Regions from separate parts of the Mus musculus genome. Here regions 2, 3, 4, 5, 6 and 7 are each linked to region 1. The links are chromatin contacts, called in public ChIA-PET, HiChIP or PLAC-seq and promoter capture Hi-C maps. All regions are on one chromosome and are shown on one strand. Each heading gives the region's core, a stretch centred on a gene start, on an enhancer-like site or on the middle of the called end of the contact. The rest is flanking DNA. Distances are from core to core; before and after follow the strand shown. Region 1 holds the start of Maco1 (macoilin 1). Region 2 holds the start of Hmgn2 (high mobility group nucleosomal binding domain 2). Region 3 holds the start of Lin28a (lin-28 homolog A (C. elegans)). Region 4 holds the start of Crybg2 (crystallin beta-gamma domain containing 2). Region 5 holds the start of Cd52 (CD52 antigen). Region 6 holds the start of Rcan3 (regulator of calcineurin 3). Region 7 holds the start of Pdik1l (PDLIM1 interacting kinase 1 like).

Evidence for each region. Promoter capture Hi-C pulls out the DNA fragments that hold promoters and counts their contacts. ChIA-PET counts read pairs in DNA pulled down with a chosen protein or histone mark. HiChIP or PLAC-seq counts read pairs in DNA pulled down with a chosen protein or histone mark.
Region 2: a contact with region 1 is called in a FOXA1 HiChIP or PLAC-seq map of pancreatic cancer cells. The contact joins the promoter of Hmgn2 here to the promoter of Maco1 in region 1. A contact is called at or near these places in 2 of 39 promoter capture datasets (liver and pre-B cells), 1 of 484 Hi-C or Micro-C datasets (embryonic stem cells) and 4 of 115 datasets of contacts at active chromatin or transcription factors (bone marrow-derived macrophages, embryonic stem cells, memory CD8 T cells and 1 more).
Region 3: a contact with region 1 is called in a promoter capture Hi-C map of pre-B cells, with 3 times the contacts expected there. The contact joins the promoter of Lin28a here to the promoter of Maco1 in region 1. A contact is called at or near these places in 2 of 39 promoter capture datasets (liver and pre-B cells) and 1 of 484 Hi-C or Micro-C datasets (embryonic stem cells).
Region 4: a contact with region 1 is called in a promoter capture Hi-C map of liver, with 2.7 times the contacts expected there. The contact joins the promoter of Crybg2 here to the promoter of Maco1 in region 1. A contact is called at or near these places in 3 of 39 promoter capture datasets (hippocampal neurons and liver) and 1 of 115 datasets of contacts at active chromatin or transcription factors (craniofacial prominence).
Region 5: a contact with region 1 is called in an RNA polymerase II ChIA-PET map of memory CD8 T cells, with 13 read pairs. The contact joins the promoter of Cd52 here to the promoter of Maco1 in region 1. A contact is called at or near these places in 1 of 39 promoter capture datasets (hippocampal neurons) and 1 of 115 datasets of contacts at active chromatin or transcription factors (memory CD8 T cells).
Region 6: a contact with region 1 is called in a promoter capture Hi-C map of pre-B cells, with 3 times the contacts expected there. The contact joins the promoter of Rcan3 here to the promoter of Maco1 in region 1. A contact is called at or near these places in 4 of 39 promoter capture datasets (the SN4741 cell line, hippocampal neurons, liver and 1 more) and 3 of 115 datasets of contacts at active chromatin or transcription factors (embryonic forebrain, fetal liver and regulatory T cell precursor).
Region 7: an RNA polymerase II ChIA-PET map of memory CD8 T cells shows a contact between it and region 1, with 7 read pairs. The contact joins the promoter of Pdik1l here to the promoter of Maco1 in region 1. A contact is called at or near these places in 2 of 115 datasets of contacts at active chromatin or transcription factors (memory CD8 T cells and microglia).

Annotation. Positions count from the first base shown.
Region 1 is chr4:134,851,786-134,854,776 of GRCm38.p6, reverse strand. It overlaps Maco1 (macoilin 1), which reads left to right and starts at 1,432. Exons shown (of 11, transcript NM_025382.6): 1 at 1,432-1,739. The coding sequence starts at 1,660.
Region 2 is chr4:133,966,486-133,969,476 of GRCm38.p6, reverse strand. It overlaps Hmgn2 (high mobility group nucleosomal binding domain 2), which reads left to right and starts at 1,486. Exons shown (of 6, transcript NM_016957.3): 1 at 1,486-1,682; 2 at 2,476-2,520; 3 at 2,682-2,711. The coding sequence starts at 1,668. Dhdds (dehydrodolichyl diphosphate synthase) reads left to right here. Exons shown (of 9, transcript NM_001362959.1): 9 at 1-449.
Region 3 is chr4:134,017,410-134,020,400 of GRCm38.p6, reverse strand. It overlaps Lin28a (lin-28 homolog A (C. elegans)), which reads left to right and starts at 1,585. Exons shown (of 4, transcript NM_145833.1): 1 at 1,585-1,690; 2 at 2,152-2,348. The coding sequence starts at 1,660.
Region 4 is chr4:134,066,885-134,069,875 of GRCm38.p6, reverse strand. Crybg2 (crystallin beta-gamma domain containing 2) reads right to left here and starts at 1,424. Exons shown (of 20, transcript NM_001162970.1): 1 at 1,340-1,424.
Region 5 is chr4:134,093,478-134,096,468 of GRCm38.p6, reverse strand. Cd52 (CD52 antigen) reads left to right here and starts at 1,396. Exons shown (of 2, transcript NM_013706.2): 1 at 1,396-1,535; 2 at 2,569-2,931. The coding sequence starts at 1,485. The coding sequence ends at 2,742.
Region 6 is chr4:135,432,211-135,435,201 of GRCm38.p6, reverse strand. Rcan3 (regulator of calcineurin 3) reads left to right here and starts at 1,397. Exons shown (of 5, transcript NM_022980.4): 1 at 1,397-1,590.
Region 7 is chr4:134,285,811-134,288,801 of GRCm38.p6, reverse strand. Pdik1l (PDLIM1 interacting kinase 1 like) reads left to right here and starts at 1,549. Exons shown (of 3, transcript NM_001163794.1): 1 at 1,549-1,641.

The sequences.
Region 1 (2,991 bases), core at 183-2,682:
AAGAAATCTTTATAAAAGGTTGTAACAACACGTAAAACGAAGACTCTGATATGAAACCAAATGTCTACTATGTGCTCGATTCTATTTTATAGAAATAATAACAACTAAGCAAGAAAATTGTGTAAGACATACACTAAAATGCTTCTGCCAGTAGTCAGGAGCCACCAGTGATTTGCTTCCTATGGCTACTTTCCCACACTTCCCCGGTTTTGCTATTTATTTATTTATTTATTTATTTATTATTTGTTTGTTTATATAAATTGTTGGTACATGTTACAGCCTTGGCGGTCTTCACTTCGTAGACCAAGCTGGCCTCGAGCTCAGCGATCCACATGCCTCTGCAGTGCTGGGATCAAAGTGGTGCGCCACCAACAACGCCCGGTAGTCTTTGCCGCTTAAAAACCAAAACCAAACTTATTTAGGAACTGTGTTTGTGTGGGCGTGCGTGTGGGAGGTCAGGCGGCAACTTGTAGGAGTTCCTTCTATCCGCCCACCACGTGGATTCCCGGGTTCGAACTCGGTCCTCAGACTTGGCAGCAAACGCGTTTCCCCGCTGAGCATCTCACTTGTCTTTTTGCCGTTCCGCCCTCACCGGTAAGCTACAGAGCTAGTGGGCGGAAAGAGCAAACGACCGCCTCACGCAGCCTCTGAGGCCGGGGAGGAGCCCGCGGAACCCTCAGCCTGCGCAAACCTGCGGACGTGGAGCCCGGCCACGCCGCCGCACACGCCCCCGGCAGCCCCGCGCGGCGTCGCGCGCACCCGAGGGGCCGCCCCTCTCTGGTGACGCGAACCAGGGGCGGACCCGCACAGGCCCCGCCCCACCACCTCCGATTGGTCGGCGCGCTGTCACCACGTCGCGGGAAGCTGGCAGGGTGTGTGTGAGTGTGTGTGTATGTGTGTGTGGTTTGCTTTGTCATTCGTGGCCCGGCTGACGCGGCCGGTATGGCTGCGTGCTCGGCTGCCCGCAGAAGGGGCCGCGGCGGCGCTCCCGGGACGCCCTCTTACATAAGGACGCGGCTGACTGAAGCACATGTCAGCGCAAGGTCCCCACACGCAGCGCACCACGCCGTTCGGTTCTCACACGCCAGGCGGGAGCCCGCGGCGCCGCGCCACACGGTGTACGCCGACGTGGGCCTCCCCACGGCGAGACGCAGCCCAATAACCGCGAAGCGTACCTTCGCAACAAGGCATAATATAGGATGTTATATTTATAGGGCCTATTTATAAGCCTCTATTTAACTCTTTTCTGATAGGCCCGGCCACGCGTCTAGGCCTTATCCTGATTGGTGTGTCCTTCTGTCCTTCAAAAAGGCGGGCTTAAGGGTCCGTGTTGCCTCAGCGGGCACCGGGATTGGCCGTGCGCGGCGCGGCGGCGCCTTCGATTGGCTATGCGGGCCGTCCGTCGCGGCAAAGGAGGCGGGGCGGGCGGCTGGCTGGTGCGGGGCGGGCGGGCCCCGGAATTGTCATTTCTTTGTTTCCGAAGGCGGAGGAGGCTCGGCGCCCCCCTCCTGGCCCCCTCCCCCCCGGTGCTGGCTCCATGTCTGTGTGACCGGCCGCAGGGGTAGGATTCAGGCCCGACGCGGGGCGGGCGGGCGACGGCGGCTGAGGTGAGAGGCGGCGGCGGCGGCGCGGCTCGGGCACCGGCCCCCCAGCGGGAGGATGAAGCGGCGGAACGCCGACTGCAGTAAGCTCCGCCGCCCCCTGAAGCGGAACCGGATCACCGAGGGTATCTACGGCAGGTGAGCGGCGGTGCCGGGCGTGGGCCAGCGGGTCCCGGGCGCCGCTCGGAAGGGGCCCGGCCCCGTTATGTAACCCCCCGACTAGGCCGCATGCCCGCGCCGGGGGCTCTCCTGAGGCGCGCCGCCCGCGGAGCGCCGGGCCAGCCAGCCAGCCGAGGGTCCGCCCCGGGCCACGGGGTGTGGCGAGGGCCAGGCGGAGGGCGCGGCGGGCGCGGGCGGGAGCCACGGGGCCGCCGTTGGCGGTGGTGTGTCGGGGGGAGGGGCGGCACCCCCGCGGCCCGGAGCCCAGAAGCCCGGGGGTCCCCAGCAGGCTGTGCGCTCGGTCCCCTACCGAGCCCGGGTCACGCTGGGCTCGGGGGTTGGCTGCCCGAGGCTCGTGGACGCGTGCGGCCGGGCGAGCGAGCCGCCAAAGTTAGGAGCTGCCAGGGGCGCGGGACCCTCGGGCTCGGGGCGGGGCCACGCCGGCTACTCTTCTGCGCTCTGCTGCCTCACGGGGTCCCCACCTTGGCTCGGAGCGCCCAAGGCTGATACCCCCAGATCGTGCCGGTGACACCGCTCCAGACCGCGGCTTTTCTCAGTTCCTCAGCAAACATTCTGACAATTGCAAGCAGATATTTTGCAGGGATTCTCGCCCAACTCAGGTTTGGGGATTTTTTTTTTTTTTTTAAATCCTCTGTTCATGAAGGAAAGTGGTGTCCCTTTAAATAGAAATTGAATCCACTTCTCCTGGACAGAAGGACAACAGGTTCATGGGGCATTTCGGTGACTGTCACAGCTTCCCCAAGCCCAATTTGTGTGCGGAGGTTATTTTCTGGAAATGCCTATTTCCGAGGCGAAGTAATTAGTTTACGACAGAGAGTGCTCAGCATGCGGTTGAAGGCTTTACTTGAGTCCTCTTGGCGCCTTACGGTTTAGGTCTTGCTGTGAATCTTGGAGAAAAATACAGGCGGTAGCTGATGACATCCAAGTTGTAGCATAGCTGTACACCTTACACATGCGGTTGTTTACACGTGTGAAGTGGCTGCCCTCCACAGGCAGGTGACTTACCTAACCATGAAGGGGGATTCTTCAAGTTTAAAAGGAGTAAGAAGTCAAAATCCTAGGCTAGATGATACGTAAGGAGCCACGGATCGCATCCATTCATTCAACAAACGTGAATACTATTTGCTCAACAGTGTTGGAGTCAGTCAGGACACAGCTGTTAGCAAAACCGATGAACATGGTTGTTGAATCAGATGTGACAATAAGTAAA
Region 2 (2,991 bases), core at 237-2,736, 890 kb after region 1:
CTGGAGGCAGCAAACGGAATCTGCCGGGCAAGCAGGGCTGTTGAGGCCTGGCTGACTTTCTCTTAAGATTGGAGTACAGTAGCGGTGATTAATGGGGCTGGTATCTTCCAGCCCCAGGACCTGTATTCTGGGAAAGGTGCACAGGGTGGGGTGGAGGATGGCTGCCTCGGGAGCCACTGTGGGCGTGGAAAGGAGAGGCAGATCCACTGTTGTCCAGAGGCAAAGGCTGAAAAATGCTTGATTTGAATTCGCAGATGTCTGCTTTCTGCTGCCATGGCTATTACAAACTAGCTTCAACCCTTGCCTCAGAAATTAAGATGGGACCTATTTTGTGCCTTCCGCCTGAGCACCAAACACCCTATTGCAGATGTTAGCCAGTTGTGTTATGGATGTCAAAAAGAATTTAAAATTTTCTTTTTGAGATACAAGGTTTGTGTGGTAACTGCAAACGAGAGAAGGTTTTGCTTTACTGCTGCAGTTGGCCCCCTCCATCGGGTGCACTCAGCTAGCTCTAGAAGGCCGGACTTTGGGCGGGGGTGGCCTGGAAGGGCCCCTCTGCCATCACACCTGTTCATCTACTTGTTTCCTAATCTTCCGGCGCTTCCCTTCAACCGCCTTTTCCTCACGCAACCGAGAGCAAGCCAGCTCGATGGTGTGTGAGGCGGGCTTTAGCCAGCTGTGGCATCTGCAAAGCCCAGGTTCCATGGCCTCTGCTGAGTGGGGGCAGCTGGGTAGCTGCAGCCCAGACCCAGAGAGCCGAGTGGGAGGGGCGTGCTCCCGGGCTGGGGCGCCGGCTTTTCTCCACCATTCTGTGACAGGGGCCAGAGGGGATTTAAGGAAGCTACCAGGCAGATGTTGGGGGGCTGTTTAACGTTGGGGAGGCGGCTCAGCAGTAGGTGCTGAAAGGACAGCTCCTACCTGCCCCGCTGTACCCGAAAGGCATCCCTGTGTGGAAAGTCTCCCCTCCCAGCCCACACCTCCACATCCCGTGGACTGCTTTCCAGGTGAGCACACCGAGGGACTCCCCAAGGTGGCAACTCAAAAGGATGCACGTCCGACTGCGCCAAGCTTAGCCTCCCGGCTCTCAGCCCACGGGAGCCCGTGGTCCCCGGGGCTGCGGCCGGCGCGCTTCCCGCCGCCTCTGGAGCTGGGCGGCGCGGCCAGGCCTCACAAACCCCTCTGCTGGGGCCCCGGCGGGAGCAGGAAGGAAAGCGGCCGAGATGTGCCCAGTGTCGCACGGCTTGGAGAAGTGGGTAGAAGGGTTGCATAAGGTGGAAGGAACTTGGTAGTTTGCAAAAGCCAGGTCTGGGCGGGAGCGGAACCCCAAGCCTGCCGCCTCGCGCGCCCCTCATTTATTACCTCCGACTCCGAGGCGCGCCCCCTCCCCCAAGGCGCGCCGCCGTCTCGAGCGCCCTCCCCCTGCACCCCCTCCTCACTCCAGAGGAGGTGAGTTTAAACCCCGCCCACGTGACCCCAACTGGGCCAATGAGCGGCGACGGGAGGTGAAATCCGGTTCTAACCGGTCCGGGGCTCCCAGCGCTATAAAAACTTTATAAACCCCCCGGAGCCCGAGCAGTGTGAGGAAGCAGCGAGGACGACCCCCGGACGGAGCAAACCCGCGCGCCGCTGTATCCCCGTGCTCAGCGCCGACGTCCCCTGCCGCCACCATGCCCAAAAGAAAGGTACGTGGCGCGAGCGCGCGGGCGCCCCGGGACCACCGCCAGCCTCGGGCTCGGGACTCGGCGGTAGGTCGGGCGCGGCGCGAGGTTCCAGCCCGAGTCCGGCTGCGGGGCGAATCGTGCGAGGCGCGCTGCCCGCGGGCGCCAGAAGCCATATTGGAGGCTCGGTGGCGGTAGCAGGAGGAGCCATGTTGGCAGCTGTTTATCCCGCTCCCTGTGGCCGCCCGCGCCCCCTCCCCCACCGGCAGCCCCCTCCCCTCCTCCCTTCCTCCCGCGGGCGAGCGAGCGAACGAGCGGGCGATTCAAACCCGAAAGGGCGGGAAGGCGGCGCTCGGCTGGGCGGGCGGGGGAGCGCGCTGCCGCCAAAACTGCGTCCGCGAGGGGCGGGCCCGCGGCGTGGCTCCGCCCTCCCCGGCCGCCCACGTTCCGGGCGCACGAGACGCGCGCCCCCGCCCACGGCTTCCCCGAGCTCCCGCCCTCGACGGCTGCCATGGCAACGGCGCCAGGCGCCGCCTCCGGAGAGGTTTGTTTGCACAATCTGCAGCTGTTAATGCCTGGCGCTGGTGGCTCCGAGCGCCTGTGGGGCCAGGCTCCAGCTTCTCCCGCGCTCTGCGGCCAGCCTGCCCGGTCTTCCGTGCGTCTCGGACTTTAGTTGGGCCTTATCCCCGTTAAGGCTTCTTATATAAAACTTGGGTGTATGCGTTTTTAGAATGGGGTCTGACGGTTGCTGTTAAGTTCCGGTTCTCTGAGATTTGCCTCCGAGGTTACAAGTTTTGGTCTTTTTATCATTTTGTAGGCTGAAGGGGATGCTAAAGGAGACAAAACCAAGGTGAAGGACGAGGTGAGTCTTATCCATTGAGGGCAACGCACAAAGCCTTGCGTAGTAGCTACCAAGGTTCTGTGGTAGTAAATGACCACGAATTGTCTCATTAACTTTTCTTTAATGTGAAGCTGACTAGTGAGGAGACCTGTGCTTATTCCTCTTACTTTCTTTTTTAATAGCCACAGAGAAGATCTGCGAGGTTGTCTGCTGTAAGTGTATGCGTCTATTTCCTGATCTTTACCTGATACTGGGAACCACTTGGGGGCGGATCTCTGTGATCCCGTTGCATTATATATGGTGGCTGTTGCACATCTAGAGGTGTTTGCTGTTGTCCCACGTTCTGATGCTTAAGACTAAAGTGAAAGATGGCTTTTACATTGTAAAAGAAAGGTGATCCTGAGAACTAGTTTTCTAAGCTGTGGTTTGATGGGTTGTTTCTTGGGTCTGTGGTACTAATGGTTTCCTCTTCTCCCTCCCCCACTTTTCCAA
Region 3 (2,991 bases), core at 336-2,835, 830 kb after region 1:
TATTCCATCGTCCATTTCTCTACACCATCATCTTTTTTCTGTCTTAGATACGCACTTGCTTATGAGCGTGCATGTATGTATGTATGCACAACTGCAGCGTGTGAACCACAAGAGATTCTACACACTTGTGGAGAAGACTGAATTCAGGATAAGCTGATGCCCCTGAAAGCAGGCTCTGTCCCTTTAAATGGGTTGTAGCTGTGGGGGAGGGGAACTGACCGGAGCTGGCATTGTCCAGTTTGAACTGAGCACCGGAAGTGAAGGGGCAGGGCCAGGGCCGTGCACTGAGCCCCGGGCCATTGTCCATCTCTGACCAGGGCAGTGGCCACCCCTCTGGTCCACCCTCTTTATCTTCTAGTAGGGAGTTTACCTCTTTAAATGAGAAGCCTCTCTCTATCCAGTCTTTTCACCAGTCATACTACCCGAAGGGTAGCTCAATTTAGGATGGTGACTGAGAACAGGAGGGTCTGGGAATTAGAGTGTCCCGGGTCTTGGAGGAAGTGCCTCCACCCACCAATCTATTCTCTTCCACCAACGGATGGGACAGGACGGGACGCGGCAGGCAGGGGCCCGATGAGAACACAGCTACCACAGAGGGCATTCTTCGAGGTTTCCACATGCTCTCTCAGGGAGCTGTACCTGGAAGCAACTTTAGGTGTAGGCTTAGGAGGGAGCGAAGGACTCTTTGCACAGAATCAACTAGGAGCTTGTTTCTCACTGGGACAAACCCAGAGAAACTGTTGTTGAAATTTGGAGATTGAGGCATCCAGTAGCACCCAGAGACAGGCCGAGTTTGAGAGGCAGCACCTAGGTTAAGACAGATCAGCTCGGTGGGGTCTCCAGCCGCTTCCTTGCACCCCTATCCCGGCTTCCTAATGTCCAGAACTCCAGGTCTATCTAAGCACACGGAGGTGGGGGGTGAGAGCAGGTCAGCGCCAAGCAGCCGGGTCAGCTCTGAGGCCTGAGGGGAAAGAGGGGGAGGGGCGCTGAGGGGCTGGGGGAGGGGGAGGGCTCATCCATTTCTCCCTTGACAGGTGGTTTGTGTTTCTGATTGGACAGCGCCACCAGGCTCACACCTCCCTCCCCCAACTCTCTGGAATGTATAATTATCTGCCCGGGGGGTGGGGGTGGTGTGTGTGTGTGTGTGTGTGTGTGTGTGTGTGTGTGTGTGTGTGTGTGTGTGTGGTCACGTGGTTATAAAACTACCCCCCCCCCGTTCCCCCCCACCTGTGTCCGCTTTGGATGCCCGCATTGAGTCCTCAAAGTGCAGGATCCCAAATTCTGGGGTACTGAAGACTTCCAGTGCAAAAGATCCCCATCTCCAGATGTGTGTATGTGGAGGGGGTGTCAAATCTCAAGGTTCTGGGAAGGGACACCCCAGAGGTGTCAGAGACCAGAGCAGTGGGGGAGGGCCGAAGCCAGAGCCAGAGGGAAAGGGAGGGGTAAGGAGAGAGGGGAGGGGAGGGGGCTGCCCGCGGGGGGTTGGGTCATTGTCTTTTAGAATTTGGGAGCCTTTGAAAAGCCGTGGGCCCTCCCACCGCTATTGTGCGGGGGAAGATGTAGCAGCCTCTTCTCCGAACCACCCCTTTGCCTCCGGACTTCTCTGGGGCCAGCAGCCGCCCGACCTGGGGCCCGGGGCCACGGGCTCAGCAGACGACCATGGGCTCGGTGTCCAACCAGCAGTTTGCAGGTTCGAGCTTGCGATTCAGCGGGCACACCTTAGGGTGCAGGGAGCCCAATGTCTAAATAGAAGGGAGGTGGGAAAGTGTCCCACGGACTTGTCCGCGGGACCCCCAAGTCCCTATGGCCTCCTGCTTCTGGGGGCCATCTCTGGACTAGGGAACCCTGGTGTTCCAGTGGCTTGTACACCGAGCCCGTGGGGGCGGAGGGAGAGAAGAGGAGGGGCCTGTCCCTCCGCGTGTGCACGGGCAACTTGTTGTGGGAAGACAAGCAAAACTTTTGGGGCGTCAGCATCCTCTGTGTAAGCTTGGGGAGGCAGCCAGGACAGGTTTCTTCTTACCAGCTGCTTGGTAGCTGCCTCCTCCTGGGTGTCTATCCGCGGGCTGACCACCGAGATCTCCCAGACGGGTCCCTGAGAGGGCCTGCGATCCCTTGGCCCCCAGCTGATCACCTGGCCCTCCCTATCTCCAGGTGGCTGCGCCAAGGCAGCGGAGAAGGCGCCAGAGGAGGCGCCGCCTGACGCGGCCCGAGCGGCAGACGAGCCGCAGCTGCTGCACGGGGCCGGCATCTGTAAGTGGTTCAACGTGCGCATGGGGTTCGGCTTCCTGTCTATGACCGCCCGCGCTGGGGTCGCGCTCGACCCCCCGGTGGACGTCTTTGTGCACCAGGTGAGACTCATTCTGGAACTTTGCTAGGGGAAAAAAAAGAAAAAGGCTGGGAGTTCCGAGGTACGGCCTTGGCTGGTGGCCCCTCCTGTCGGATTGGAGGAGATAAATACCCCTCATTGTGCGTCCCCATATTTTTCGGGACACCCCAGTTTTGAGTTTGTAGTAACTGCAGTTGTGCGAGGAGGCACTGCTGACTACCAGCACCCCCTCCCCGCCCCCTTCCGGGAACCCCTCCGGCTTACCACGTGTCTATTACCTCTTTCCCCTGGGAAGGGAGCAGGGGGCAGGGAGGTGACCCCATGTGGCAGAAACTAAGGTTGTATTGTGCTTGCCGGTGGGGGAGGGCCAGCAGGCCGACCAGGGAAGCACATGCAGGGCCTGAGCCGGGCGTTAGCGCCCTGAGTTCTAAAGGTCTGAGTCTAATTCATAGGGAGGAGAGAGTGTGAGCCATTTGCTACCCAACCTACGGGCGTGAACCTGCGACGTCAGGTTCTTCCCGTTTCAATGCAGACCTCAAGTCAGGTGGCCACCCAAAGCCAGGTCCTGTAGCCAGTGTAGGTTTGGCAGGTCCCGGAAGGATCAACGTGTGAGCTGAAAAGCTCCCCTAGAGGTCTGGCTACAGATCAGGGCTGGCAGGCACCTC
Region 4 (2,991 bases), core at 175-2,674, 780 kb after region 1:
CCCTCTTTTTGATGTTCTGAGATAGCATTTTGCTATGTAACTCTGGCTGGCCTGATAGCATTTATGTAGCCCACTGTGGGCTCCAACTCAAAACAAGTCTTCGTTCTCACCTTCCCAAGCAGAGGGCTGGGATTATATGCATATACTAGCATGGCTGACTGGGGTTCCCCCCAGGGTTTGCTCATTTGTTTGAGACAGGGCCTCATGTGGACCAGTGCGGCTTTGAACTCTCTGTTCCCAAAGAGGGTCTTGAACTTGTTTTTTTTTCTTAAGTTACATTTGGTGAGTGTGTGTGCCTGTATGTGTGTGCACATTCCTGCATGTGTGCATGTGTGTGCACATGTATGTGGATACTCGTGTGTGTGTGTGTGTGTCCCACGATGCACGTGAGGACAGCTTGTGGGTTGTCCCCTTCCACCATGTGGGTTGAGAAGACTGAGTAGTCAGGTTTGACTGCAGACAACCTTTGTCCACTCCCTAGCCGTGACCTTGAACTCTGATTCTCTAGCCTCTACTTCCTCTGAATGGTCAGATGATAGGCATGCCCAACCCTTCCTTTTCCCAGCTCTGGAATGTAACCTAGGGCTTCAGAGGTGCTAGGCAAACCCTCTACCAACTGGGGGACCTCTCAGCCCTGGGGTTCACTTCAGACCTTAAGGAGCAATCCTTGCTTATATCTCCAAGTATGACATAGCAAGGCTGTTTTCAGACCTAGGGACCCCAAAGACCCTGCTCACCTAGCCCCCAACAGCTATACCCAGAGTGAGACATAGGCCCACTGCCCTAATTCTCTCCCCACTCCCTACCTCCCTCCTTCCTAAGAAACTGGAAGAAACAGAACTTTGACCTGCCCTGTGGCCCAGCAGTGACTCAGGTTTTATAAGGGGGCATAGATGAAAGGGCCTGAGGCCCACAGATGTCTGACTCAACTCCAGGACCACTGCTGGTTGTTACCAGTGTCTGGGATAGAGTTTGTGGGGCCTCTGACAGCCTGTGAATAAGGATGGGGAGTCCTGGATGACCCCCAAGACTTCCTTAGCCAGGGTCAGTTGAGAGCAGACACACATGGACACCCTAGGCTCAAACTCAGCTCCTTACAACAGCCCGACCCTGCCACCCTCACTGAAGCTGTGTTCTCTCCCCTGGGATCCCCCACTTTGTCCCTTACTCAGCACCACATAAGTAGCCTCCTCCTCACAGAGTCCCCTGTCTTCATCCCCCCAGATCGCTCGTCATTGGCGGCAAGCGACAAAGCTTGAGCTCTAACCGATTTGTTCACTCATTCATTCATTCAGTGCTAATTATTTGGGGCCAAGTGCCAAGTCCTGGCCAGACTCACCCAAGGCTAGCTTTCTTAAGAAGCTGATATCCCAGGAGTCAGATGTTTGGAAGGTCCCATGGGCTTCAGCAAGGCCACAGGGAAACAGCTTGGGGGAAACTGAAGGAAGGCAGTCCGCACAGGGTTGTATTGATGACGTCCCAGCAATCAGCTCCATGCCATTCTAGGCCCAGCCCAACCCAGGGACAACACCCCCTGATGGCCATTCATTCCTTAAGCATGTGGTCATAGCTTCTGCTTGAATACTTCTAGGGACAGGGAGGTCACCTCCTGACAGTTCACATGTCCCATCCCTAGACAGTCAAGATGGCTAAGATGTTTTTCATGTGTGTTGGAATGTGCCTGCCTATAGCTCCCCACTTTTGCCTTTGTCTGGAGACACACCCCAGTAACCTAGCTACCACCCCTGCAAACACAAGGGCCTGTTCCAAGAGCCCTCTCTTCTCCACGTCTACAAGTGGATTTGCTAGCAAGGTGACCTGTGACCTCTAAGCAAGGTGTGTGGGTATGGGAAGGGAGAGGCTGAGGGGGGTGTGGGGGGAGCGTGGGAAAAAAATCTCAGCTAACCCAACAAGTCCTGGGATTCTCCCCGCTTACCTGTGAGTCACCCCCAAACTAGGCCAAACCAGTCCACAGGCCCACATGCTGCCAAACACATGGCGCATCAGACAGGCATTCACAGAGTCGAAGACCCACCACATCACACAGCACAGAAATACAGAGATACCCGCCTAGACAAACGCAGCCAGGAACACACAGCAACACACACACATGGTCACACACCAAGAGACACAAACACACAGGGGCTCTGTAGGCGTGCAAGCCACACGCTCCACTACAGAACACACAGGCACCACAGCACATGTATGCACGTATCTCCGGAACACACCCATTCAGCTCACAGCCAACAAACAAGCTCTCTCTGCTTTGCAATCCATCTGCCCTTGAATAGGAACCTGTACTTGGTGCACGCAGAGCTCACACATTCCCGCGTGCTACCCGGCTGTACTCTGCCCTTTTCCCCACATTAGTCAAACCTGCTTAAAGAACCCTCCAGCAGAGAGTGGGTCCAGAAGGACAGTGTCCCTGAGAGTCACCTCCTTCCTCTCTAGGGACCTCCTACATTCCAACTCCAGGCTGTATTCACCTAGACCCCAATCAACCAGAACCCCATGTCCCCCACCTCACCCTCCTGCCTGTTTCCCATCTGCTTCTAAAACCAGCTCACTTTCCACCCCCTCGTCCTTGTACAGACTGCCTTCCTATGCTGGGGTACCCTGGCAGCTCTCAGGGCCAGTTTGGATCACCCGTGTCCTCCTCCCTAGGCACAGAACTGGCACACCAACCCCTACCTGGACCTCCTTGCTTTGGCTTTGTTAAGGGTGCTTTTAGATCCATAGTATGTTCCACACAGCAACCACAAGTTACCCTGTGCTCTGCACAGGGCCAAAGAGACCTCTTTGCAAGGTGTGCAGCCTTAGGGGGTTTGGGGAGGTGGCTAGGGTGTAGACAGACCTGGGTTTGAATTCTGACTGGCTGGTTGGCTTTGGGCAAGTGACTTACTCTTGCGGAGCCTCAGTCTCCTGCTCTCGTTAGCTGGGGTTGATGGGAAGGTTAGCTCCTAGTCTGTGGATTAAAGAAGACTACACTTA
Region 5 (2,991 bases), core at 147-2,646, 760 kb after region 1:
AGGAGCAGAGGAAATGGGGCCAGACCCAAAACTAATCAAATCTTGCTACCGGTTCCTGGATCTCAATGGTCCTGAGCCTCCATAGAACCAATGGTAGGATCCATCCACCATTTCCCACGACTTCTACATCCACTCCACTCTCTTAGCTCCCTTCTCTTGTCTGATCATTTGCTTGCCTGTGTGTTTTCAGACAGAGTCCCAGGTAGCCCAGGCTGGCCTCAAAGTCACCATTTAGATATAACTGCCCTTGATCGTCTCCTGGGCTCTACCCTGAGTTCTGGGATTACAGGGACTCAATCTTTAAAACAAAACACAATTGCCATTTATATAACAGTTGCTAGAGTTAGGCATTATCAATATACAGGGCTTTTTGGTTGTTTTGGCTTATTTTTGTTTTGAGCCAGAATATTTTTATTTATTTATTTATTTATTTATTTATTTATTTATTTATTTATTTATTTATTTATTTTTGAGACAGGGTTCTCTGTGTAGCCCTGACTGTCCTGGAACTGACTCTGTAGACCAGGTTGGCCTCGAACTCAGAAATCTGCCTGCCTCTGCCTCACAATTGCTGGGATTAAAGGCGTGCGCCACCACACCTAGCCTGAGCCAGAATCTTAACTATGTAGTTCAATCTTGGAACTTGGAACTCACTATGTAGCCCAGGCTAGCCTCAGACTCATAGAGACCCACCTGCTTCTGTCTCCTAAGAGCTGGCATGCTTTTTATTTTAATGATTTTTTTAATTGTATATGCATTGATATTTTGCCTGCATGGGTGTCTGTGTGAGAGTGTTGGACTCCCTGGAACTGGAGTTACAGTTGTGAGCTGCCATGTGGGTGCTGGGAATTGAACCTGGGTCCTCTGGAAGAGCAACCAGGGCTCTTAATCTCTGAGCCACCTCTCCTGCCCCTTGTTGGCTCTTTTTAAAGTAAGTGATTAGTCAGCAGTGTGATGTAGGGCTGCAATTCCAGAATTCAGAGGTTGAGGCAGGAGCAGCTTGAATGTAAACCCATCCAGAGTGACATAGACCATGTCTCAAAATACAAAGATAAAAAAATAAGGCTTATCACTGCAGCATACTTTTTTTTTTTTTTTTTTTTGAGGGGGATGTTAAAGACTTGTAAATTCAGCCTCAGGCCTGAGGTCTGAGTTGTCAAATCATGAAAACAAGATTCCTTCCCAGGACACAGGGCTCCAAGCCTGGAAACCATCCATCCATCCTGCCCCGTGTCTCCATGTTGCTCTGTATGCCCTGCCTGTGCTTCTTTTGAGAACTGACAACTCATCTACAGGAACCTCAAGGCTAGTTTCATCCACCCCCAGGTTTGAAAGAAGGAAGCTCCTTTCCCCGCCCCTAGGCCCTCCTTCCTCCCGCCTCCTCCCTTTCTCTTCTGCAGAAAAAGCAGCCAGGTTCAAAGTGGCCTGCAGACTGTCCTGAACTCATCTCTCAAAGCTGCTACAGAGCCCAGGAAGATTTCAGGATGAAGAGCTTCCTCCTCTTCCTCACTATCATTCTTCTGGTTGTGATTCAGGTAAGGACAGCTCCTCCTAGAGTCACTGCAGCTACCACCAGGTCTTAGCTTAATGGTTTGGTCCAGGTTCTGGGGAAGGAATGCAGGTTCTCGGTGGTGGTGGTGGGGACCCTTGCCTTCTACCACAGGGACAGAGATAGATGGTCGCCAACTGGAAACCAGGGATCTAGGAGGGCCTATATGGCTGGGTTTCTACTCCTCACAGGCGCTATCAGACTGGCCTCAGAGAGGGAAATCTCAGAAGGTGTCTGATGTGTGAAGCTACTCAGAGGGTTCTGGGTAATTCTGGATCAGGAGAGGAAGCCCTGATGAGGAGAGCCGCAGAAGTGGCCCTTTTGAGAGGGCTGGAGAGAGGTCTAATAGACTGCCATAGGTGACCGAGGGTCCCCTGCCCCTGCCATAGTGAATTGTGGGTGTGCAGGAATACAGAGACAGAAGTCTCCCATATACTCTGCAGATCAACTGCCACCCTGGGAGGCATCCTTTGTGGCACTATGTACGCAGAGAGGCCTGATTAGCACAGGGAATGGAGCCATCAAGTTCTTGATCAAGAACATCTAGACCATGCATCAAGGCAGTTTGATGGCCACCAAAACTAGTTTGATGACCATCAAGGGCAACTTCAGTTACTGCCCGATCAAGCATCAAGGACAGCTTGTCACCTGCCATCCCCACCCCACCCTCTGCCAGGGGCCTTACTCAGGCCCGTCACGTGTGATACTCTGGACCATGGTGGACTCTGATCACCAGGAGATGAGGAAACCGAGGCTCTGGGAGGGGAAGCCCACATTTGGGTTTCTGTTTCCCTCTTTGCTGGAGGATCTGGCAGCCTGAAAAGTGGTGGGAAGTTTCGAGGTGGAAGAATGACAAACATGGGGGCTGCCTTTCCCTTGCCTGTGATGAGGTGGGAAGCCAAACATCTCAACAGGGCTGATGGCAGTTTTATGGAAGCCTAGAGTTGAAGAAAGGGAACAAAGGGGCAGGAGCCCTCAACAGAAGGTTCAAATCCTACTGAGCAGCGCTTCTCTTGCAGATACAAACAGGATCCTTGGGACAAGCCACTACGGCCGCTTCTGGTACTAACAAAAACAGCACCTCCACCAAAAAAACCCCCTTAAAGAGTGGGGCCTCATCCATCATCGATGCGGGTGCCTGCAGTTTCCTCTTCTTTGCCAATACCTTAATGTGCCTCTTCTACCTCAGCTGAGGTGAAGGCGCAGCTTCTGAAGCCCCGTGCTCCACCCACTGCTGCCACCATCAGTAGCGAGAGACATCCCAACCCACGGGAAGGGTTGATAGCAGATATCCAAGGAGGCTAAAGTTGACAGCCAATGGCCGGAATGGGAGCGGGGCCGTGACACCCAGCTAGGGCACAATAAAGTTATACTTATGCTTAGATGGGGTCCCACGTGTGATCGATCACTGCACATCACTGGCCTCAGGAGTCATGTGTGCG
Region 6 (2,991 bases), core at 148-2,647, 580 kb before region 1:
GTCAGATCTCATTACAGATGGTTGTGAGCCACCGTGTGGTTGCTGAGATTTGAACTCAGGATCTTTGGAAGAGCAGTCAGTGCTCTTAACCATCTAGCCATCTCACCAGCCCAAGGGGAAACATTTCTATGCTTCTTGATGTGAGTATAGAAGTCACTCTCCATAATTCTTTGATGAAAAAGTGAAGAACTTGACGTGTTAAGTCAAGTTTAATCAGGAGCCTCAGGGTGGAAAGCTGCAGAAACTTCCTAAAGCAAAAGGGATACAACACTGTGATCCTGTGGGGGACACTATGGGAGTCACTCTGACGAGGATGCTATGCCCTGCATTTTGTGCCCATGACTCTCACCGAGTGACAACACTGTGTCCTTAGTTTTGACCCCCTTGTTTCATTTGTCCTATGAAGGGTCTTGCGTAAATGACAAAAGCTGATTTTCTATTTATTATTTGTTTATTATTCAGAAGGGCAGCCGTGTGGAAGTCAGAGAACACTTGCAGGAGTTCTCTCCTTCCATCACGTGCGTCCGGGGTTGGGAGCAAGGACCCTCAGAACTGAGCCATACGGCCTGGATAGCAGAGCAGAATCCTTCTAGCGGGAGCTGAGAGTTCTCCAGCTCTGTACCGTTCATCCAGTTTGTGAGCTGGAAGAGGGCACAGCTCCCTGACAGGCTGGTCTCAGCAACAGCAATTAAAATTAAAATGCCAGCCAGCCTCGGCGCTACTACTAGCCTAAACCCTGACCTAGACATAATTAATGTTCCATTATCTCCAAGGGAGATAAGCAAGACTGTGTGGAAAGGCAAACGCAAATATCATTAATATTGTACATCTGTGCTGGGTGCAATGGAGGGAGGGATGGGGCGCGCGCAGTCACACACCTGGTGACACCCATAGCACAGCCACGTCGCCATCGCCTCTACTGGGCGACGGGAGCTGCGGGGCGAGGTCGGGCACATCCGGCTGCCAGGTTCCTAGAAGGCTACCCCGGGTTAAGCTCACAGGAACCCGCCCCGAGAAGGTTCCTAGTATCCCGGCTAGCTGTTCCTGTCACTGTCACGTGAGGTCAGCAAAAAGAGAGAGAAAATGTTTCTTGGGGGCGGCGGATACCAAGGGGACATCAAAAGTCCCGTTCTGGAGGTCAAGGAAAGCCTCTGCCTTAAGAGTGCCGGCCCAGGGGGGGTGGGAAAAAAAAAAAAAAAGAGTGCCGGCCCAAGTCCCTCAAAGCCAGTGCCAGCCAGCCAAGAGGAGCAGGCGAATGCGCGCGCGCAGAACCCACCCCCGCCCCCAGAGCCCCGCCCACCACTCGGCGACTCCCGCCCACCCAGCTGTCAGCCCCGCCCTCCTGTCTGTGCGCCGGCGCAGCGCGCCCCCTGGGCGCGAGGAACCCAGGGAGGGCGCGAGGCGCGCGGGCCCGGGAGCGCGCGCGACGCTGGCAACCTCGCTCAGCCCTAGGTCACCGCCCGTGTCGCCGGCTGAGGCGGCCGCTGCGGCCCGCGTTGAGGGCGTGGTGGCTCCGGGTGGTGAGGGTCTGTCCGCCCCAGGCCGCGCTCGTGGGCATCCCCCCTCGGGCCTCTCCCCTCGAGCGCACAGGTGAGTCTCCCCTTCGCAGGGCGGGGCCGGGTCGCGGCCGCTCGGAACAGGTTTGCAGCAGCTCTGGGTGATGGATCCCCAGGATCCCTGAAAGTTAAAGCAGCCTCAGCTAGAGCAGCAGCTGCCCAGATCCTCCAGGAACCCCCTAGACGTTGCTAAGGACCAACCGCCTGATGCCCAGGATCTCCCCCAGCAGCTTCGGGGTAACGTCCTGCAAAACAACCCTCGCCCCCAGGTCCTTTCTCCTCCACCAGCAATTTCTCCACCCGCAGTTCGACTTTTTGAAAGATGTCAGGCCCAACCTGGCCCCCCCCTCCCGGAGGGCAGGGAAGGTGTGGCTAGTAAAACCCTCCTGGCAGCAGGTGGAAGCCCCACTCCCCTCTCTCCTCCCCTCCCCCAGGATGCAGGAATCCTCGTGCTTCTCTGCTTCCCTGGCATCTGGAAACTTGTCCGCTTCCTCTTGAACCCTTCAATAGCTGTCTGTTTCCAGGTTGTGGGGTTCCAGCTTCCGTGCGAAATCTCATCATCTCCTCTGGGGATTAAGATTCTAGCGGCTCACGTCCATGTTTCAGATTCAAACTAGGATTATGTAGAGTGATGTTTTATTGTAGGGTTTAAAACCAAATATATATATATTCGCGTCCCAATATTGAAGGCTATCTAGGACAATACATTTACTTGAACTTTTCGTAGAAGTCTCTCATCTACTAGTTGGCCAGAGAAGTAATTGACCATCTGTAGCTATGATTAGTGATTACTTTAAAATGTTATTTTAAGAACTGGGTGTGGCACACGTTTATAATATTAGCAAGTGGGAGACTAGTCTGGACTACATAATACGGTCCTGCCCAACAAAACAAAATAAAACCTATCTTAACACAATGCCATTACCTCTAGTCCAATATATCAATATGTAGTCCTATGAGATGGCTCAGCTGGTACAGACAGACACACTTACTGCAAAGCCTGACAGTTGGAGTTCCCGGATCCCGGGGATCAACATGGCAGGAGGAGAGAATCAGCTTTTGCAAGTTGTCCTTTGACTAATACCTGAGTGTTGCTGAGGCCACAGTCAAACACACATATAAACATTCAATAAATATATGTTAACAAAATAGTGTGCCGGGGGCGGGGGATGTCCACTGTTAAGAGCACCTACTGCTCTTGCACAGAACTGGGCTCTGAGTCCTAGCACCCGTATGTAACTTCAGTTCCAGGTGATCCCACCCCTCCTCTGACCTCTGAGGGCTTATGCACACACCTGATGCATGTACACAAACTCAGAAGTAAGTAAAAGGGCAGAATTTGAGGAATATATTAAGTCTCAGAGTCTGGGTGTTTATGCAGCATGCACAGTTGTTCATTTTGATGGGGATTTCACGTTAGCGTTCAGTTATACAT
Region 7 (2,991 bases), core at 300-2,799, 570 kb after region 1:
TTTTCTTTTTAATCACAGCAACAGGAAAGCAGCTAGAACAGGTACGTCCCTTGACGATCCCGTGACATTTTATGACCACAATAAACAAAAAGACTACTCTCATGAAGAGATCTCTTCCTAGTCCATCCTGTTTAACACTGGTAGCCGGCGTCTACTGAGCTTTCCTATTTCCCCCTACTTTCCAGGGCAGGAAGCAAGTCTTGACTGACTCAGTATTCCCAGAAAACGTGAGCACCAATAGGAGGATGGCCCTCAGGACAAACTCTGAATAGATTGCTGGGCTTTTATTAGGAGGGGCTGGAGGACGTTACACTAGGGTGCGAGTGGGTGTTCTAGGAAGACAACTTTTGGTCAATGTGGCAGGTGTTGGTTTCCTCGCCTATGAAAGCAGCAGGGTCAGTAGTAAGGTCTTTACTTTTGGAATATGGTTCAGATTATATAGAAAGTTGCCCAGACCCCAAATATTAGTTTCATAAGCAGATGACAAAGGATGATCCTGGAGGCACTGAGATGCTTAGGGGGCAATGAAGGCAGGATCAACCTTACTAACAAGCAGTAGGTACAGAATAATAAAGAAAAGAATGGGCGTTTCTGGCAGATGCTTACTCAATCTGTGTAACTAACGACGGGCCGGCCAGTTGGTCCTGGTTTCCAAGTGACTGTCACCCCGATCTCAGGGCAACTCAGGGTTATGACTGACAACTGCTGGGGGCATTTGAAAGGTTTTGTGCACGTATTTGAAGAACTCCGGGGGACTGCAGTCCTAGGAGACCTGTTTTGTGTCCGTACACCCGCCTAAAATGGGTCCCAACTCCGGTTCAGGCCAGCTAGGCTGCGCGCCGCAGCCAGGTAGGCCACACCCTCTCTCTCACCCAGCAGGACGCCCCGATCCTCAAGGCCGGGAACAATGAGGTTCCGGCTTCTTTAAGGGAGATACCACCGCGCCGGTGGGGCAGGGGACAGCATCCTCCCAGATGATCGCACCCAGGCCCGCGTCGCTGCCTGGGCCATTGTGCCACCCGCAAACACAGCTCGGTGCCTCGGAACGTAGGTGCAGCCAGCCTCCCAGCACTGGCCGCGCCTCCCCACGGACCCGCCGCCCAGTCCCGCCACCAGCGAGGAAGATGCACCGGGCATCCGGCCCCAGCGAACCGCGCGCTCCAGCCCGCCGCTCGGTAGGTCTGAAGAGGGCGGGCAGCGTAGCCCGCCACGGGGCACGAGCACCGCCGGCTCGGGCCAGCGGCCGCAGCTTCTCTGGGGTCCCGGGACGCGCCCCCCGCTGCGGCTGAGGGCGACCGTCCCCTGCCGCCACCCCTGCAGGGCAGCATTGGTCCGCTCTGCAGCGCGCACACCGCTGGAAACGCTCGGCTGTGCGCCGCGCCAGGGCAGCGACGGAGCGCAATGGCCAGAGCCCGCGGAGGAGAGGCGGGCGCTCGCCCGGCAGCAGGCGGCGCTCGGCTTGCGCACGCGCGCTACGGCAAGCCGGAGGGGGCGGGGCCCGGCGTGAGGGGGTGTGTCCGCGCACCACGGGGGCGCGCGCCGGCTTCTGACTGGAGGCCGCCGCGGCCGAGGGCGCGAGCTGCGCGATAATGGCGGCCTGCAGAGCTCATGAGAGGGAGAAGCGGCGGCGGCTGCCCTGAGGTAAACCTGGCCCTTCGCCGTGCCACGGATGCCCCGCAGTCAGAACCGGTCTCCCTGCATGTGTCTCTGTCCCCAGCAGGCCTGTCACGGACCTCTCAGTGGAGTCATCCCCGGGAAGGCCCGGTGCTGCGCCGGCCACCGGCCGGGGACTGCGGCCTCCGTTCCCGCCCGGGCCACTCCCGGAGTCCGGTCCCCTAGGCTGCAGCCGCCAGGAGTTGAAGCGACTGCGAGGCCCGCTCAGGGGCCACGGGAGGGTCCCTCGGGGTTTCCAGGGACGGCCGCCCGGAGTGAGCTTGCTGCTTGGCCAGTGAGCGCGCCTCGGCGACAGAGCGAGCACCGCTGGCCTTACTTGTCCCCGTCCCCGGCACCAGCAGGTGCATGTCCAAGCCGCCGGTGCCCAGCCCCGGAGGGAGAATGGCAGGCAGGCAGGCAGGAGGGTCCGGGACGTGCCATCGTAAGGCGCTCGGGTTCTCGAAGGATGCTTCAGCAGGGCGTCTCTCCAGCCAGGACCCCAAGGATTTGATAGACACCGTCCTTTCTTATGCAAGGAAGGCGTTCTTCCTTGGGGGGGGGGACCTCTGGCAAGTGGGAGAGGACAGGGGACCGCTGCAGAGAAAAGAGTCACTTGGAAGTGCCTAGTAACCGGGAATCAGCACAGAGCAGGACAGAATGGCCCGCCCGGTGACAGGAAACCTGACATTGGGGAATCCAGGAAGAAATTGAAGGGTAGGCGACCAATACAAGGAAGTAACTCAGGGCAAACCTCAGGAACAGTCATTTTCTTTTAAATCTGGCCAATGAACTTAAAGTAGTCGTTCCGGGAGTCTCCGGTTCCCGGGGCAGTCACTTTGTTTACCTGGTTGTGCAATGTAAATACAATCTTACTCTTCCTGGCCGGCGAAGACAGTGACAGTGAGTGAGGGAGCGTACTGCAGACTCTCCACTCAAAAGAACATTTCTCTGTGGGGCCTGTGCTCCAGCTTGCCTTTAAATGATTTCTCAAGGTACAGCGCCAAAGGACTTTGTCAGAGGATTCCCTGTGATGTATAGGATGCTCCCCCTTTGGCCAGAAAAGACCTAGAATTAAATAACTATGCTAAACAACGATAAAAAGGTAGTTGACTTACTTCATTTTGAGGGAACAGCTCTGCAAAAACTTTATTTGTGCCCATTTTGTAAGAAACAAATAACTAAGCATGCTGGTGCAGGTCTATAACCCTAGTTTTTGGAAGGTGGAAGCAGGAGATTAGGGTCATTCCCTGCTATATAGTAAATTCAGGGGTAGCCTGAGCTACCTGAGACACTGTTGCAAACAAAACATAAGTAAGTGATCTTGACCACTTTTGGTCC